Linked DNA regions of Mus musculus: regions 1 and 3 are each linked to region 2. A link is a contact called in public promoter capture Hi-C data. All regions are on one chromosome and are shown on one strand. The core of a region is the stretch at or near the end of the contact, and the rest is flanking DNA. Distances in the headings are between cores, read along the strand shown. Region 1 overlaps Cluap1 (clusterin associated protein 1). Region 2 holds the start of Trap1 (TNF receptor-associated protein 1). Region 3 holds the start of Naa60 (N(alpha)-acetyltransferase 60, NatF catalytic subunit).

Evidence for each region. Promoter capture Hi-C pulls out the DNA fragments that hold promoters and counts their contacts.
Region 1: a contact with region 2 is called in a promoter capture Hi-C map of cranial neural crest. The contact joins the enhancer-like site here to the promoter of Trap1 in region 2. A contact is called at or near these places in 3 of 39 promoter capture datasets (cranial neural crest, embryonic stem cells and pre-B cells), 3 of 484 Hi-C or Micro-C datasets (CD4 T cells, LSK cells and cortical neurons), 3 of 115 datasets of contacts at active chromatin or transcription factors (astrocytes, bone marrow-derived macrophages and pro-B cells) and 3 of 9 other capture datasets (adipose tissue, liver and pancreatic islet).
Region 3: a contact with region 2 is called in a promoter capture Hi-C map of pre-B cells, with 4 times the contacts expected there. The contact joins the promoter of Naa60 here to the promoter of Trap1 in region 2. A contact is called at or near these places in 19 of 39 promoter capture datasets (the 3T3-L1 cell line, 3T3-L1-derived adipocytes, the C10 cell line and 12 more), 5 of 484 Hi-C or Micro-C datasets (CD8 T cells, embryonic stem cells, natural killer cells and 2 more), 8 of 115 datasets of contacts at active chromatin or transcription factors (bone marrow-derived macrophages, effector CD8 T cells, embryonic stem cells and 4 more) and 3 of 9 other capture datasets (adipose tissue, liver and pancreatic islet).

The regions. Positions count from the first base shown.
Region 1 is chr16:3,922,814-3,925,513 of GRCm38.p6, reverse strand. Cluap1 (clusterin associated protein 1) reads right to left here. Exons shown (of 12, transcript NM_029738.2): 7 at 1,541-1,674. Among named protein-coding and RNA genes, the nearest start is that of Gm15537, 5.2 kb to the left of the region's middle. Within about 2 kb of position 1,338, at least 25 of the 459 cell types and tissues checked have an H3K27ac peak or open chromatin away from gene starts, as enhancers often do.
Region 2 is chr16:4,076,481-4,079,180 of GRCm38.p6, reverse strand. Trap1 (TNF receptor-associated protein 1) reads left to right here and starts at 1,371. Exons shown (of 18, transcript NM_026508.2): 1 at 1,371-1,488. The coding sequence starts at 1,401.
Region 3 is chr16:3,883,258-3,885,957 of GRCm38.p6, reverse strand. Naa60 (N(alpha)-acetyltransferase 60, NatF catalytic subunit) reads right to left here and starts at 1,339. Exons shown (of 7, transcript NM_029090.3): 1 at 1,152-1,339. It also overlaps a transcript of Zfp597 not described here.

The DNA of each region.
Region 1 (2,700 bases), core at 89-2,588, 150 kb after region 2:
TGTTCACTGAAATATTAGTTCTGGCTTCTGAGATGCTTGTCCATGGCATCAAGAGACCACATGTCAAAATACGGAATGCTTCACAAATCTGCATGACACCCCCACAGGCCCACACCACTCTGTCATTCCAGTCGTAGTGTATGTGCTGGTAAGCAAGCACCTGAGACAGTTTTTAAAATGACACAAGGAGTTGGGAATGTGGTATTTGAATGAGAACAGAGACACAGCCTCATAGATTTGAATGCTTGTCCCTCAGTTTGTGAGAGTATTTGGGAAGGATTAGGAGGTGTGGCCTAGTTGGAGAAGGTGTGCCATTGGGGGCGGGGCTTTGAGGTTTCAAAAGACTTGTTCTATTTCCAGTGTGCTCTTTCTCCTGCTTCTGGATCAAGACGTGAATTCCCAGCTGTTCATGTCTTTGTTCCAGCATGGACTCTAACCTCTGAAACTGTAATCCCAGCTAAATGCATTCTTTCATAAATTACCTTGGTAATGGTAACTTTTGCTACAGCAATAGAAAGTAAGACAGAGGATGAAACAGATGGGAAGAGAACACTAATCTTTTAAAATTAGAAAAGAGCAACTTTTCTATTTAAAAGATTTGGGGCTTGCTGGGGGTAGTAGCACATGCTTTGAGTACCAGCATTTGGGAGGCAGAGGCAGGCAGATCACTGTGAGTTCTAGGCAAGCCTAATTTACATAGTGATTTCCAGGACAGCTAGAGCTACATAGTGAGATCCTGTTTTGAAACAAACAAACAAACAAACAAACAAACAAACTTACTTTGGGTGCTTTGGGGCTGAACTAGAGTGAGTTCTGCTTTAAGGCTGACTTTGTTAGTGAGTCCAAGGACTCTCGTGGCAGTGATTTCAGCAGAGGAACAAGCGAGGCCCTGGGGTGGGGGTGGTATGTGAGGCCCTTTGGTGACTTGCTCTTGATGCCTGTGGTTTGCCAATGCTCACTCCCAACATTGTAAAAAGAAAAGTCAAAAAATATTGAGACCAAGGAGGGAAAGCATAAACGAGTAAAGAGAAGACACAAAGAAAATCTGAGGAATAGACAAAAGGTTCCACTGACATAGGCAATGTTCTGGCCACTAACACACTGCTCAGTGGAGCTGTTTTTTCCACGGAGCCAAAGTTATAAGGAACATGAATTGCTGACAGGTGAGTAGTTATCAAAATGAAAAGTCTAAAATCTATTCAACCCAGAAGATGAGAGTTTGTTCTGTTTCAATATAACATATGGTAAGATTTTAGACGGCCTAACTTAGTAGAACTCCCTCCATCTGGATTTACTTTGTCTCATGTTACAAGAAACCACAAAACTTTCAAGAGGGCTCTAGAGTTCGGCCACGTTGCAGACATATTAGCAGCAGTGCAGAGAGTGGGAGAGCACAGCAGTCTCCTCTTAGGACAGGAAGCAAGGAAACTGTGGCATGGGGTCTCTGTGCATGCTGCTGCTTTTTGATGGCTGAACAGCTTATGCCACGTCCCTTCCTCCAACCTAATGTCCTCACCCACAGATACTCTAGTCACTCTACCTGACACTCTGCAGGGTCTGCAGTCGCTTCCGATTTCTTTCCAGTTCTAATTTTCTCTTTTCAATTTTGGCTTCTAAGTTTGCTTCATCAGAGGCCACATTATTAAGCAGGTCTTTAGTCTTCTGAACCTGGGCCTACATTGAATAGGAAATAGTGAGATAAGGTGCCACGGAGTGCTGTCCCCTGACTCTGAGCACAGAGTTCCTTAACACTTTGTGCAAAGCAACATCACACAAACCAACAAAGCCCACCCCTCCTCCACTGTAACTTATTAACAAACTATTTCCAGTGACAGGAGTGAAAGGAGGACACGGGGACAGGAGAGCACCACTCTTGTCATGAAAAGTGCATGTTTCTTCCATGGAAGCAAGCAAACATGGCGAGAAGAATGACAGAGACATTCTAGTAAAGACAGAGAGGTCACAGGATCTGTGTCCAGCCTGCTTGCTTAGCACTGGGCACTGGTGGATCACTGCACTGTCAGCCTTCACTTGGGCTGCTCCCTGGTTACAAAATACCAACCGAGGAATTGGAGACACACACACACACACACACACAGAGTTTGGACACACAGTTACATACATGGACACACACAGTCACAGATACACAGACACATACACAGACAGGCAGACACATCGATATAGATACTCACATAGACACAAGACAGACAGACACAGACATACACAGTTGGCTCAGGAGGGGACCAAACCCAAAACCCTCATGAACTAGCCTCAGCTCTGACCCTTTGTCTGCTTTGATGGACAAAGAAGATTCCTTTTTCTTCTATGGTAAAAGCTCAACTAAAAACTAAAATAAATGGAGAAACTCCTTTATTGGTAAAGTCAAGGCAGAAATGGATCCGACAGCAGCAACTAGCCATTCTGATGAGATGCAGCTTTATAACAAGGTCTAGGCACAATGGGGCCGAAGCTCTGGGCTGTTGGCACTACCGGGGGTCAAAGACCACTGGCTACATCCGCAGACACCCCTATATTTCTAAGAGCACATTTACTTGAAGGGCATGGTAAAAAGCAAATGTGCTGGCTTCATATTCAGACTATGTGAAGCTGGCTGTTGGGCGCCTCGTGTTTCAGAGTACCAAATGAGCTACACCAGAATCGGGAGCACAACTTGGGGGTGAATGAACCTCCTCCCCATGT
Region 2 (2,700 bases), core at 122-2,621:
ATGACTGGGACTCAGGCAGATTAGAGGAGGTAATACAGAACCTGGGGGCAGAAGCTAGAACTGTGAGGATCTAAGGGTGACCATGGAAAAAGACACTAGGGAGCAGGGGTGGGGCTGGTTGTGGAGGATGTGGGCCCAGCAGGAGCAGAACTGGCTGGGGGTTAGGGGTAGGAATTGTGAGGTGTTCAGGTGCTCTCTCCACCTTATATTGAAACATGGCCTTTTACTGAACATGGGACATCAGAATCAGATTGGTTGGCTAGCAAAACCCAAGGATTCTCTTGTTTCTGTCTCCCCAGCACTGAGATCACAGGCACACAGTGCTCTGTCAATTTCTTGGGGTTATCAGGGCAACAGGCACTTTAAATACAGAGCCTGTATTAAAGTTTGGCCTCATATCTGCCCATTCTTATCTATTTTCCATCTATAAAGTCAATGTGGGAGCAATCCTTGTCAACCTAGAACAGTAACTAAACATTCCCTATACCAAAACTTCAAGTCTATTCTGGATCCAGGAATTAACTGCTCTTGCTACTAGTGTCTGCTAACAAGCTAGATAATCGCTCTAATGTTTTAGTAAAATCTGATCATAGGAAAATGTATCTGGTGTGTGTCAGAATCAAGCGAGAACCTGTCAGAAAGGTCCTCGCTGGGCCTTACTCTGAGGTTAGGACCGGGACAAGCGACCTGCTCTGGAGGCGGCTGGAGTTTGGATTAAACTTTAGAGGGCCGGGCGTGGTGGTGCAAGCCTTTAATCCCAGCACTTGGGAGGCAGAGGCAGGTGGATTTCTGAGTTCGAGGCCAGCCTGGTCTACAAAGTGAGTTCCAGGACAGCCAGGGCTATACAGAGAAACCCTGTCTCGAAAAACAAAAACAAAAAAACAAAAAAACAAAAAAAAAAAAAAAAAAAAAAACTTTAGAGACAAGGTTTGTGGCCTGGATCCCCAAACAAGCTTCCAGTAGGGAGAAAGTCACAATAAACGGGTAAGTCCAAAGGTGTTGGTTACTGAGCTCACGTTTTGGCGAATAACAGTCAAACCTAAAATTTGTCAAAGTGTAGGTTTTGGCATTGCTGTAAGAGTTTTTCAGTGGATCCACACTCCAGCTGGGTAGTGCCATCTCGAGAATGGGATGCTCCCGCCTAGGGACCGCCAGCACCGCGGGCCGGGGACACTATAACCCTCACACGCACAATGCAAGGGATCAGCGACCTTGTCACTGAGATCCAAGGTCAAAAAGTACAGTCTTCAGGGCCCCCGCGCTGCGGTTTGCTGCGTTCCCGTTCTCGCACAGGCAACGCCTTGGACAGCCCGTCGCGCGCCATGACGTCACTGAGCCGCCCCCGCGGAAGGCCCCCTCATCACTCTGTTAGGCTGTTAGCCACACTTGGGAAAGGAAGCATGGCGTGCGAGCTGCGAGCTGTGTTGCTGTGGGGCCGCGGGCTGCAGACTGTACTGCGGGCCCCCGCGCTGGCTGGAGTTCGGCGAGGTGAGCGCGGCACGAGAGCGCAGAGGCGGCGTCTGAGGCTGTGTGCACACTCTTAGACCGGCGGGAGGCCGCACTGCGCCGGAGCTGCTAAGTGGGGCGGGGAGTAGGACCTTGTGGTCGCTTTTGGGGAGCCGAGTCACGGGCAGCCACAGCCTGCTCTCGTCAGTCCCTGGTAGTCCTGATTGCAGACGCTCCCGCGCTTGGGTTGACAAGTTCGTTGCACGCGGCTGTTCACAAGCTCAGCTCTCGCAGAAGTCAAGCCCTGGGGTAACTACGGTGAGCAAAACCAACGGTTACCCAGGACTTCAGGGAGCCAGTGAACTCCGCGTGTTTGATCCCTGGAATTGAAAGAGAAAGGAAAGGAGAGAGAATAACCTTAATCTATACTTTCCCACCCCGCACTCATGTAACAGTGAAGATGTTAGCGTTACATACACTTAAATTATACGTATTTACAGCTATTTTTACATAAAAGGGCTCAAGTCAAGAATTAACTGCGAAAGAATATTAAAGCTTCTGGCATTCATTACATTTATGTTTCGCATAAACATAGCTTCCCAATGGCTTTCCGAAGTTTTGTCGCTCTCATCCTCCACTAAATGTTCTCTTGGCCACAAATATCGTTACAGTGTTTAACAGATTTGAGTGAGCGATTGCTTAAATCTTTAGGAACATGTTTTCGGTTTCAGAATTTGCCCTTTTATTTCTGTATTAGCTAATCTGCCAAACTTCACCTCAGTTTTTTATTGGGTGTGGGGAGGGTGACAGGGTTTCACCATATATGTTCCGCCTGGCCAGGGTGGTCACAAACTCACAGAGATTCATCTGCCTCTGCTCCCCAGAGTGGTAGGATTAAAGTGTGCCACAGTGCCTGGTGCTCAAAATACTTTTGTCTGTATATGTGTCCTCTAGTAGCAAAACTGATTTACCCATAGTATCTTTTCCAACATTTGAGTATGTCTCAAACCAAAACAACAAAAAAAGAGCCCCCAAAGGCAGTTTGTGCTTGGCTTGCATAGGCCCTGAATTGGTCCCCAGTGCCACGGAGAATACTAAAAAAAAAAAGAGCTCTGTGTAGAAGACATCTCTTGTGATTTCTATCTACAGAGAAGCTGGTTTTACTTAACAGTGGATCCGTATCTTCTCTGATTTCTTGTGTATCTTTGCATCATGTTCTGCAAACACCTTCTCAACCTTGGCTGGTTTGCTCAG
Region 3 (2,700 bases), core at 90-2,589, 190 kb after region 2:
TGTTCCCTGCCATGAGCAGTGTACTACTTTGGCACGATGGCCCTTCGGCATCCTCTAGTTTTTAATCACATTGTACTAACTCGCAGTTCACTGGTGTGTGCATCTCTCTCTGTGTGTACTTATATGCTGTTTTTGTCCCAGACCTTCCTCTTCCTGACATTTCGGCTGGTAACAAGGTCACAGGCCTTCTAAAACTCTCCTCCATGTCACATGGTTTTGTGGACTCAAGTCTTTGCATAGATGATTTCGGGAGTAACATGACTTTGCCTGCTGGGTCACACAAGCCAGCAGACAAGCCAAGACTAATTCAGGGATTTTATGTTTCTAGTACTTTGAAAAAGGAAAAGCTCTTTGGCAACTTCCTTAATTAGCACTCCAGACACCACAGGAGCCACAGAGTTAGGCTGTGAGTCTCTTCTTTCAAGACCAAAGGGTGACAAGAATGACCCAAAAGCACATGGCTCTGGGACTTGGCAGAGTTAAGAGATCAATAAAGGAGCCAAAGTTTATGTTTATTGCAGCCTGGCTCCCCAAGCCTTGGGTTTTGACACCAGCAAGGCAGGCATTTGCTGGAGGTTCAGAAGGCCCAGAGTACCCTCTCCACAGCCCCAGCCCAAGACAGCAGCACTGGTCATAGATCCCCTTTTCTCCTTGGCAAATGTTTTCTCCAATTCAGAAGAAATAAGTCAGAGGCGATTATGGAGGGTCCGCTTAGCTTCCATGTGCCGGAATACCAAAAGTACTGCTGGAATGAAAAGACGCGACAGACCTAAAGCAGGGTCCTCGGCTTTCACGCGTGCAAAAAGTCGACAATTACCCCCAGCTCAACAAGTCCCTTAAGGGAGGCAGGCTGGAGCTAGAAGAGTCGACCAGACCCTTCACCTCCAAAACCAGAGGATGCCGCCTTTCCATCTCCCAATTCCTGCAATTACTGGCTGAGGGTCCCCAGAAAGGCCAATTCCCGACGCCCCACCGCGCCCCTCGCCGCCGTCACGGAAACAAACTGGGCGCTAAGAAGCGCCCCGCGCAGGGGTGGGTAAGGGGCTCTCCGGAAAACCCGGCCTCCCACGGGCGGGCAGTGCCCTCGGTGTCGCGACAGCGACCTCCTCACCGCCCCGATTTGCACCCGCCGAGGCCCCCGGCTGCCTCACCTCGGACGGGAGCCGGCGGCAGCGGACGGTGTCTCAAGGCTCAGCGCATCCTGGGGGAGCCGGGAAGCCGGACGTGGGACTGCGCGGTCCCCCGCGACAGATTATGTAACCGGCAGGGGCCGCAGCCGGGACAGGGAAGGCGGCCCCGCGGCACTTCCGCCTCTCCTGTGCTGCCGGCGGCGCAGCCCGGAAGATCATTGGCTGCTACGCCATGTGGCACCGCCCTCCCTGACGCCGCCGCCACCATGTTGGGAGCTGGCAAGCCTCTGGCCGCTGGCGGGACCTGCTCCCGAAGCCTCCCGCACTGGCGGCGGAAGCTCAAGACAGCTGCGAGCCGCCCAGCTGCCCTTGCGTGCATGCGTGGACACCGGCGGCGGCGGGCCGGGGTTTCCGCGCCTTTCCTCAATCAAGCGGGTCAGAGGGCGCCTTTCCTCGATCAAGCGGGTCAGAGGAGCTCCGAGGCCTCCCTAGTCCTGAGACGCACGGCTCCGCCGCTGGCCTGCTCTTCCCCCACTGGAGGTTAGTATTAATAGATGCTGGCGCTGGTGATTGCTAGAAGCCCTGACTCAAAAGGCACCGCCCCGCGCTCGCGCTGACAGCCACAGAAGGGTGGTCGTGAGCTATCATTGCAGTGGACAAGTGACATTGGCCTTCAGGGCTGGGTGGGGGTGGGAGTTCTATATCCAGATGTAATTCAGAGATAATTCAGTTCGTGTAACCAGAGAAAAGCTTGCTGACCAACAGTTTATTCTTTGCTTTTAGATAACTAAAATGGTATGTAGTCAAAGGCTCAACCAACCTTAAAAAAATATTAATATCCAAGAAATACATCAGTGCTACATCCACTCCAGTAGTGACTCGCATTACAGGTTTAGAAACCTGGAAGCAGTCATGAGGTGAAGACTTTCACGGAAACTTCGCCTCCTGGAGCCTTGGCATTCCAATAGCACGTATACTCAAACCCTGTCCCAGCGTTAGTCTGGTGTATGGATTCGTGTGCTCTCTTTCAGTATTGTTTTATTATAAGTGCCTTTAAGGATTGATTTTGACATATAGCTAAGCCTTTGTCAGTGTTCCAATGTCCTGACCCTGAGCTTGGAATTCAGTAAGAATGTTACCTATTCAGTAACATTCAAATTCACTTCTAGTAGAGACAGTGAAAATAATCAGACATTACAATTTACTAGAACAGAGCTAGAAAAGCTCAGGGCCAGTCTGCATAGTAATTACTTAGAACAATAGCTGAGTTTCACCCAAACACAGGAATACACAATGGCCTAGGAAATAGGTGGGTTGGAGTATTACTCATGAAAGGGTTAGTAGAATGGAATTCCCCTGGTGCAGGTTTTTCACTAGGCCCAGAGGAATAGCATAATCAGGTATTTACTAAAGGACCACTGTAGGTGGGTTTAACAATAGACTAGCATTGCATCAGAGCATTCACCTGGCTCCTGTGTTTGGCTGATCTTAATTAAGGATTGTTTCTATTCTCAGTTGTAAACAAGGCCTGGCTCCCATTATCTTTTTATGTATGCATTTTCTTTGTTTT